2 separate regions of the Mus musculus genome follow, and region 2 is linked to region 1. Evidence: chromatin contacts called from public promoter capture Hi-C data. All regions are on one chromosome and are shown on one strand. Each heading gives the region's core, a stretch centred on a gene start, on an enhancer-like site or on the middle of the called end of the contact. The rest is flanking DNA. Distances are from core to core; before and after follow the strand shown. Region 1 holds the start of Med23 (mediator complex subunit 23). Region 2 overlaps L3mbtl3 (L3MBTL3 histone methyl-lysine binding protein).

The links. Promoter capture Hi-C pulls out the DNA fragments that hold promoters and counts their contacts.
Region 2: a promoter capture Hi-C map of hippocampal neurons shows a contact between it and region 1, with 7 times the contacts expected there. The contact joins the enhancer-like site here to the promoter of Med23 in region 1. A contact is called at or near these places in 5 of 39 promoter capture datasets (embryonic stem cells, hippocampal neurons, liver and 1 more), 1 of 115 datasets of contacts at active chromatin or transcription factors (large pre-B cells) and 1 of 9 other capture datasets (adipose tissue).

Annotation. Positions count from the first base shown.
Region 1 is chr10:24,867,438-24,872,164 of GRCm38.p6, forward strand. It overlaps Med23 (mediator complex subunit 23), which reads left to right and starts at 2,549. Exons shown (of 30, transcript NM_001166416.1): 1 at 2,549-2,709; 2 at 3,017-3,048; 3 at 3,227-3,314. The coding sequence starts at 2,662.
Region 2 is chr10:26,325,562-26,330,288 of GRCm38.p6, forward strand. L3mbtl3 (L3MBTL3 histone methyl-lysine binding protein) reads right to left here. Exons shown (of 22, transcript NM_001359254.1): 11 at 4,614-4,705; 12 at 2,126-2,277. Among named protein-coding and RNA genes, the nearest start is that of L3mbtl3, 46 kb to the right of the region's middle. Within about 2 kb of position 2,355, at least 35 of the 459 cell types and tissues checked have an H3K27ac peak or open chromatin away from gene starts, as enhancers often do. A contact at or near this core is called in hippocampal neurons, where this site is marked.

The sequences.
Region 1 (4,727 bases), core at 1,299-3,798:
GTATACAATGAAGTATGATCCGATTTATCCCCGTTTGCTGCTCCAATTCTCCTCGTATTGCCTCAGCATGCCCTCCTCCCAGCTTCATGCCTTATTTTGTTTACAACCCACTAGGTCTAGCTAGGGCTGCTTATACACACACAGATATAGTGCAACCAACTATAGTAGTGGTTCTCAACCTTCCCAAAACTGCAACCCTTCAATGCAGTTCTCTTTGTGGTGACCCCAACTATAGAATTATTTTGTTACTACTTTATAACTGTAATTTTGATACTGTTATAGACTATAAATATCTGATATATAGGATATCTGATTTGTTACCCCTGTTGGGGTCTCAACCTACAGGTTGAGAACCCCTGCACTAGAGCATAGACAACTCCATATCTTCAAAAATGAAAGAGTTTTCCGTCCCCCCAAACCACTACTTATATCTACCCAGTAAGGAGTAGGACCTGAAGATCATTTAGCCTATCTATGCCAGGATTTGCCTATTCAGTAAAGGGTGGGACCCGAACATCATTTAACCTGTTTATTCAAGAATATAGCTACTCAGTATGGGGTGGGACCTCAGGGCTAGTTAGCAAGTATACACCAGGATATTGGTATCTTCTCTGACTAAAGGCTGACATTACTACAAGTCTATAAGTGTAAGCCTACATATTTAGAAGGCAGTTTGACAAAATGAGCTCAAGACAAGCCTAGGAGCACATAAGACCTTATCACAGACCAGAAGACATGGGAAGAGGAAAAAAAAGGAGGAGAATATGGAGGAACAATAGCAACCTCAGCCACAAAAAGGAAAGACAACAAGAAAGCTGAAGATGTCCATCTACCAGCCAGGGAGACTGTCTGTCCTCCAGATTTGTATCAACATCAACATAAATCTCTATTATTTAAACTACACAGTCTTTCATATCATGTCCACAGCAAACAGAACACTGAATGTTAAGTCTTTCAGGCTACTCTTCAACTAGAAAATTAAACAGTTCATCTCAGTAGCTATGGTACAGTAAACAATGCTATATACAGTGATTGGATATCATTTACATTTGTTGGGAAGCTAAGTTTCTGCCAGACTATGACTGGAAAATCACCAGCTTCTTGCCCATAAGCTCTCAGGAAGCAGTGCCTGCTTCACTGTTAGAGCAGAGCAGCTTCAGTTGCCTGAAACCCACATGAGAGATGGGAGTGGGAATGTGTCTTTACTGGTAAACTGTTTGTCTAGCAAGCAGGAAGCCCTGAGTTCAATCCTAACCCAAACCCTAGCACACCTAACCCTAACCCCAGGTCCAATCTGAAACCTAACCCAACACTTCTTCCTGGCAGATAGTCTCAGGGGCGTCCCATCTCTCGCCATGAGAAATAGAAGGATCAAATATTCAAGGTCACTCTGCTACATAGTAAGTTCATGGTCAACTTGGGATACAAAATACCCTGTCTCAAAACTATAAAATAAAATGAAGACGCCATGGAAACTCAAGATGGTCCTTACACGATTCCCCAGAAGCCCCTCTAATTCTCCAACATTGTGTTAAATTTAAATATTTTATTGGGAGGGTACTACACTGGTATGCCTTTTTGTAAGTCATCTATGCTTGAGGTAGGAGTTCCTAGTAATGAGGGTACCCGAGTCACGTGCTTCTATAAGAAACTATAATAAGCTCATTGTTTTACCAAGCTGGATTTGAATGAGATTTTTTTTTTTTTGAGGCAGGGTTACTCTGTGTAGCCTTGGCTGTCCTGGAACTCACTTTGTAGACCAGGCTGGCCTTGAACTCAGAAATCCACCTGCCTCTGCCTCCCAAGTGCTGGGATTAAAGGCGTGCACCATCACCGCCCGGCAAGATCCTTTCTTTAATCTGTCAATGTCCTCTATTTAGGGTTTATAAACATTTATTTACATCTCCCCAAAGAGGGAAAAGTCCTGTGAGAACTTATCTCCAGTCATGAAAACCAATTAAAAAAATATGGACTTAAATACCAAAGCTAGAACAAAGTTTCTGGAAGAAAACATTGACGAATAGCCTTTGGATAGACAAAAATTTCTTCATACTAAGACAATAAAAAAAAAAGTTTTCAGAAATTTACCAGGATGATGGGAAAATTGTTTTAAAATGATGTACTTAGTACCGCCACTTATTTGCGAATTAACAATAAAGGGTTTATTCTTTTTTTTTTTTTCAACATTCAATAAACGATGACGACACGCCCATCACTGTGCTAGCAACTGAGGGTACCATAGTGAAGACATGGGTCCTATTGGGCAAGAATAACGTGGTATCAACTGCTTCACGAGGTCAGCTCTTGACAGTCACCCACTTGGTTCTGGCCACAGCCCTTGTGATTCGGATCTGCAAATGAAACTCCAAACAGGTCGCAGTTCCGGCTCCAGCCAGGAGAGGGTGGCCTTGCCCGGGATCAAGCAGCGCTGTCAGCTTACGGGGTCACCTCTACGAGCGGAACCAACAGGCTGAGATACAGATTTCAGAGGGGCTGGTAACGGGTAAGCACCGGGCGGGCTCATTCGCCTGGCACCGAAGGAAGTAACAGAGCAAGAGAGAGCGGCGGCTTCCTGCTGGTGGCTCCGCCCCTCCGCTCCATTCTTTCCCGACCCTGGCTCTCACCCGTCTGTCGCCGGGTTCCCCGGGAGCCCGGGGCTCGATGGTACCGATGGAGACGCAACTGCAGAGCATTTTCGAGGAGGTGGTGGTGAGTGCCACTGTCCGTAAGCCAGAGCCATGGCTCCGGGAAGTGCAGGCTGCGTGCGGCTCCAGGCTGCGGGCCTGGGCCAGCTCCTTTCCCGCCCCTATGTTGACATAGGCGTCTGAACCGGGGTGGCGGTCCCCCCATCCCCGGACTGCTGCCAGATCTAAGAAAGTGCTGTTAGTTCCCGCCGCGGTCCCCATAAAAGTGTCGTGCTCTATCTGTATTGCCCGGGAATATTTCTCTCGGGGACATCTCCCACCCCGCCCCCTTTTAGTAGTCAGATCGTTTACTAGTTTTTGTTTGTTTGCAGAAAACAGAAATTATAGAAGAGGCCTTCCCAGGGTGAGTATGTGGCAGGCAGATCTTTGTGTGTGTGTGTGTGTTTTTTTAATTGTTGTTTGTAGATTTATCTTTGTTAGATTCCACTTAAGTTGGTTTTGAGGAGTTAAAAAAAATCTACCTTGCAGGATGTGTACCTGTTTAAAACTAGCAGCAGATAATGTGATTTTTGTTTTTTCAGAATGTTTATGGATACCCCCGAGGATGAAAAAACAAAACTAATTAGCTGCTTGGCGGCCTTCCGGCAGTTTTGGAGTGGACTTTCTCAGGTGAGACATTTCATGTTGAACATCCACTTAATGACGTTTGACGCCTTCCTTTTTACTTTTTACATCTTCTTTGATCTTTTTCTTAAGATCGTTTAGGAAAGGGAAAAATAAGACTGCTGTCATTTTATGTAAATGTACTTACTGGAGAACCTGTGTTAAAAGTTCAAGGTAATAAGATTGCAGTGGGAAATGTTTTAAAAATTTCCTTCTATGTTATATTATGTAAGGTAGTTTTTATCCTCTTTGTATAAATTGGCTTTGAATGGAAACAGATATGCTAAACTTTTCTCGTAAAAGAAAAATGTCACTATTCAAAAAATGGCCCAGTATTTATAAATATGTCCTCATAAAGACACTGTGATAGAGTCCCCACTAGAGTAGTATTTCTCATGATGCACTGTAGACAGAGAAGTGAGCCGCTGGGCTTTCTGTGCCTGTGAGCTAGTATAAAATTTGCCACCCAGTTATGGATCCTAAAGGCAATATGTTCATGTTTTAAACTTTCTATTTTCAACAGGTCATGCTTTGACGTGAACCTGAAATATATAAGGCAAGCGTGACCAAGCTCCACACGCTGGCCGTCTTCCTGATCTAGCTCAGCCACCTGCCCTTCCTGTCTGAAGCCAGCATCCTAGTTTGTGTTCCCAGAACTGTTTAGCTATAAGACTGTCTCTCTGTGTCCTGAGTTCTAGGATTATAAAGCCATCTTCGTTCTTTTCTCTTTAAACAGTGCTGGGGTGTGGGGGGTGAACACAGGGCCTCACACACTGGTCTCCGAACATGTGAACATGTGTCCACATGCTAGGCACACAGTCGTCTCTGAACTACATCCTCAGGCTCACAATTATTATTACTATTATTATTTTCTGCTTTTTGAGTTCGAGACCACGCTGGCCTCGAACTCAGAAATCCACCTGCCTCTGCCTCCCAAGTGCTGGGATTAAAGGCGTGCGCCACCACCGCCCGGCTCAGAATTATTTTTATAGAATCACCATATACCATAGGTATTGGTCAGCAGTTAGCTCTGTACTTCTCACCATTAATAATAAGTTCTAAAGGTATTTCAAGGAATTTTTTGAGTTACAGTTTCTTTCTTACTTCTTATAGCGGTGTAGCATATTGTTATGTGTCCTTACCACCTATATTTATTAACTACCTTCTTGCTTTCAAATTTTTCTTTCTTTTTTTCCAGATAGAGTTTTGTTATGTAGCCCAGGTTAGACTTGAACTTTTAGTCTGCCTTCCTCTGCTTCCTGGTGTCATAGGATAGACCACCATGCTTAGCTAGATGTTTCTCTTCACTTTTTACTTACTTTGGGTGTGAGTGTGTGTGTGTGTGTGTGTGTGTGTGTTCAAGACAGGGTTTCTCTATATAGCCCTGGCTGTCCTGGAACTTTGTTGAACAGGCTGGCC
Region 2 (4,727 bases), core at 1,105-3,604, 1.5 Mb after region 1:
CTTTGGGTCTTGAATACCTGAGTGCAGTCCAAGGCTACTGGAGTGAAGACTTTCAATTTGTTGACTCATCTCTGGTAGGATCCTAGTAACAATCCTCACTTTCCTTCCTGCATCTTTATTTTTTATTTTTTGGTTTTTTTAGACAGGGTTTCTCTGTATAGCCCTGGTTGTCCTAGAACTCACTCTGTAGACCAGGCTGGCCTTGAACTCAGAAATCCGCCTGCCTCTGCCTCCCAAGTGCTGGGATTAAAGGCATGTGCCACCACTGCCCGGCTTCCTTCCTGCATCTTTAAAGTAATGTCTAGTTTGAATATTCTGTGAATATTAAGACTGACCTTGAGGCGAACAACTATCAGGAAACCCAGAGGTATATTTTATTTTTAGCATACACTCTTTTCCTTTCCTCAGTCCTGCACACAATTTCCTCATGTTCCTTTTTAGAAGGCAGAAATTCTTCATTACAACTAAACACACACTATCTTGATGTAGACAGACACATGCTTTTCATTTCTTCTGTATAAAGTGGAATACAGCATCTCTATACTACGGGGCTGGGAGCTCTCATTTCAAAACTACTTTAAACTAAAAAAGGAAAGGAAATATGTAACCTCAATTACACACCAAAGTAATTTATACAGGAAGAAAAAAATCCCAAATTCAAAAGACTAGAGAAATAGAGACAGTCCAGCATTAAGCAATTTTAAATGTGCCTTAGTTGCACACTAAGGAAGGGAACACACTTTCTTTTGCTGACAATTAACAAAATATCATTTCATGTCAATAGAAACATAAGTAGCCCTCAAAGACATCCCAGTCTGAAGATAAAGGCATTAGTGTATGCTTTTAAATATGCAGAATGAGTTATAAGAGAGCAGATTTCCCTTTGCATTTATCAGAAGGAAGCAGGGTTCTATCTGTTTATTCACCAGGGCACTTGTGAAAAGCTTCCCATGGTCATTACTTTCTTCCAGAAATCCATGTGCAGAGTCAATGTCATACTGAAGAAGTAATTATGGCTTTAAAACACTGTGATGTCCTGGACAACAGAGGCAGGTTGATCTCTGTGAGTTCAAGGCCAGCCCTGTTCTGCACCTCAAGTTTCAGGAAAGTTAGGGCAATACAAAGAGACTTTGTACTTTAAGAGCATCATACTATGAAAATGGTAAGATAATATAATAATAAAAAATATTCCTTAAATGATATCATTTGTATTCAGCTATCTGAATGGTTCAATTAGCTGAGTATAAATATATGGAAAGATAGTTAAAATTCTCAAAGAGTTATACAAGACTCTCAAGATGAGGAAGAAAATGAGCCTGTGCATGCTCAGACATGGAGGCATGTGTTGGGAATTCAGGAATACAAATTTTATGTTTGTTAAATCAAATACACATCCTGAGTCATTTCAAAGGATTTCATTAGAAATATATTGTACTAGAGATACAATATGGGGCATGCTTCTTCTTCTTCTTCTTTTTTTTTTTTTTTTTTTTTTTTTTGGTTTTTCGAGACAGGGTTTCTCTGTGTAGCCCTGACTGTCCTGAAACTCACTCTGTAGACCAGGCTGGCCTCGAACTCAGAAATCCGCCTGCCTCTGCCTCCCAAGTGCTGGGATTAAAGGTGTGGGCCACCACTCCTGGCATGGGACATGCTTAAAAATATAATGTAGAACAAGCTTACAAACCTGTAATACAAAAAAGTGGAGCAGAATTTTGATTTAATTTTTGCTTTTTATTTTCTTTCTTTTCTCTTATAGTATTTTATTTTATTTTTCTGTGTATGGGTAATTTGCCTGCTTATATTTCTGTGTACCGTGTGTGCAGTGCTCAGACAACAGAAGGGGGCACTTGACTCCCCAGAGACAAAGTTAAGGGTAGTCATGACTTGCCATGTGAGCACTGTTATTCTTTTCAAGACAGTCTCACAATTCCCTAGGTAGCAGAGGATGGCCTTGAGCCCCGATCCTCCTGCACCACCTCCTAAGAGCGAGGCTGACGTCAGTCATAGTTAGAACTTTTGGGCTTCTTATGAACTTCATATTGTCCCTTATTTTGAACTGTGTACTGATTTTTTTCCCTAGATAAGCATTAAAATTTCAAAAGCGTTGTAATGGAAACTGTCTCACCAATAGTCATAGCTCTCATCCCAGTTGTCAAAATGTACCAGGAAACGATTGTCCACCATATCTGTTACCGTAGCAACACAGATGACAGAAGGGCTCTTTTTGTCTGCAGCCTCGAGCTTCATCCCAACTCGAAAGCCTGACGGGATCACTGTCTATGGAAACACGCAGATTTAATTAGAGATGAGCGCGCACTTCAGCAGCAAAGACCTACACACTCTGTACCCTGCTTCAAGGACAGGCATTCACAGCTTCTTTCACCTCATTTAGAACCGCTATTGGCCGCCTCACAGTGGGGTTGCTTTCTACTGGCAACAAAGACAAACAAAGCTCTACGTTACATTCAATTAACTGGGCCTCAGAACTAAACACCCCCAAGCTTGCAGAGTTTAAAATAATTAATTTCAGCACGTGCTTTAATACCTTAGTTAGGAGACGGATACTAGGCAGGCAAGTCTGAGTCAACACATGGCTTATTTGGCCTTCTTTTCCTTGATTTCAGATCGGACAATGAAAATTATTTCACAGAAAAGATGCACTTAATTCTCTTAAAAATGTGGAGTCATTACTAATTCACTTTTAGCTCTGTGAACATCTCTCAAGTACTCGCTCAAGAAAGTAGGTCACCTTCCTATATGAAAAGCTTCAAGCTATTACAAGTTTGGCTTGCTACTACAGAAAGTTCTGTTCACAGCAGCTGCAGCGGAGCTCCCTGTCAACATACACTGTCATTAGGAATATTAAGTATTTTAAGGAAATCCACATAGTATCAGCCATAAAAGTTCACTAAGCTAGTGCTTGAGGGAAACCAATGTGTAAGTAACCCTCACAATTTTTTGTGGAAAAATATCGTAATCTCAGAGTACGATACTGGAATATTCCTTATGTCAGCCACAAAACAATGTAAGTCATTTCTACCCTCCAGTGAAAATCCTTCATTTCAAACCGAAGCATATGGGTAACACTGTAATGCTTTAAGCAAGTAAATGCTACAAAGTAAAACTATACAAGTAGAGTTGCAAAAATGTAGCCCAATATATCTGAAAATGCTGTTAAGACCTAAGTGAATTAAATAGGCACATGCAAATAATATACAGAGCACTTAACATACATTTGAACCCTGAAATTATATATTTATAATATTTATCACATAATTTTAATATCTATTTATGACCATAAATACCTGACTATTCTGAGGTGGAGAATGTAGACATAGATTTAACTCTCCAATGCCAAAACACAGCCTAAGATTAGGTTGTGTGTTAACCATGTCTAGAATCTAGTGATGGTTCAGGGCAGTTAATCACGACATGGTGCAAGTCATTACTAGAGGAGCAGCTATGGGGCAGAGACACAGGCTGCTGCACATCCACCCCACTGACTTTTCTCCAGGGATACATCTTGTCAGAGAACACTTATGGGGGTGGGGGGAACACTTACATTCCACTGATTAAGCTGTCGGCCCAATTAAGAGATAATAAAATAGGCTGACCATATTCTCTCTCTTTCTCCTTTTAATCTTTAATTCGACATAATTTATGTTCAATTTAATCAGAGCATATTTCTTCCATTAGATTTGTACCCTCAAAACAGCTGCCTGACATCACTGCCCAGACTGAAAGTTTTCCCTGATGCTAATACCTGTTCCATCTGGAGGGAACCCTGAGAGTGTCACTGCTGCCCCTCTGTCCTCTTTACTCCCTGCTACCTAAAGGATGAATCCAGAGCAGGAGGATGCTCAGACTCTTACTAGAGACCCAGGCTGCAGAGAGTCTGTTCTACTGTCCACTGAGGGCACTGGAAAACCTTAATTCCAGGGTTCAGAATCATGAGGTTCATTTATCTGCAGTGAAAGGTTGTATGTGCCCTTGCATCTAGTCCTTGTGAGCCATAAGAATGACATATTTTATTTGCTGCGCTTAGATAATATCTTGGAGAGGGAAGGGTGCAATGCATCAGGACACCTTGGATATGCCACGGGAGGAACACAGAGTGAAAGCACAAAGACAGACAAGAAACAGAAAATGCACCCACATCTGCCTTTGCTTTTCCTACAATAACTATGACCACCAAAGGTATAAGCTTCAATAAAGGCATAGCAGAGTCCCTAGTGACCTCCCGCCAGCAACTCAAACAGGGCTACATCCATCACACCATGTGAATTCCGGCTGAGCAGCGCTCCTAATTAAATGAAGGTAACAGTATAATGTTTCAACCGATTTTATTTTTATCCATCTTAATTGTAAGTCACACCTGGATTTCATATTATGTTGTCTTCTACCATTGAGTAAGACAACCATAATATGGTTATAAATTGACATTTATTCATGAAGAATTTAAGCTAATTTTAAAGTTTAATTAAGACATGGGAACTCTACTTACCAAGGCAATAAATTTTATTATAGCTCCTTGTTATTGCTTGTGATTTATCCTATGAGACACTTTAAAAAAATCACTTATTCTGAAAGAAAAGTACGTTAGATGCACTTACTATGTTCTGATTTTCAAATAATGACTTGGGAGCAGCCTGGGCTTTGCAAGTCTTAAGGTAGGACTGCCAATTAAATTCTTCTTCTTTATACCCTAGAGTGAAAGCACATGTGGA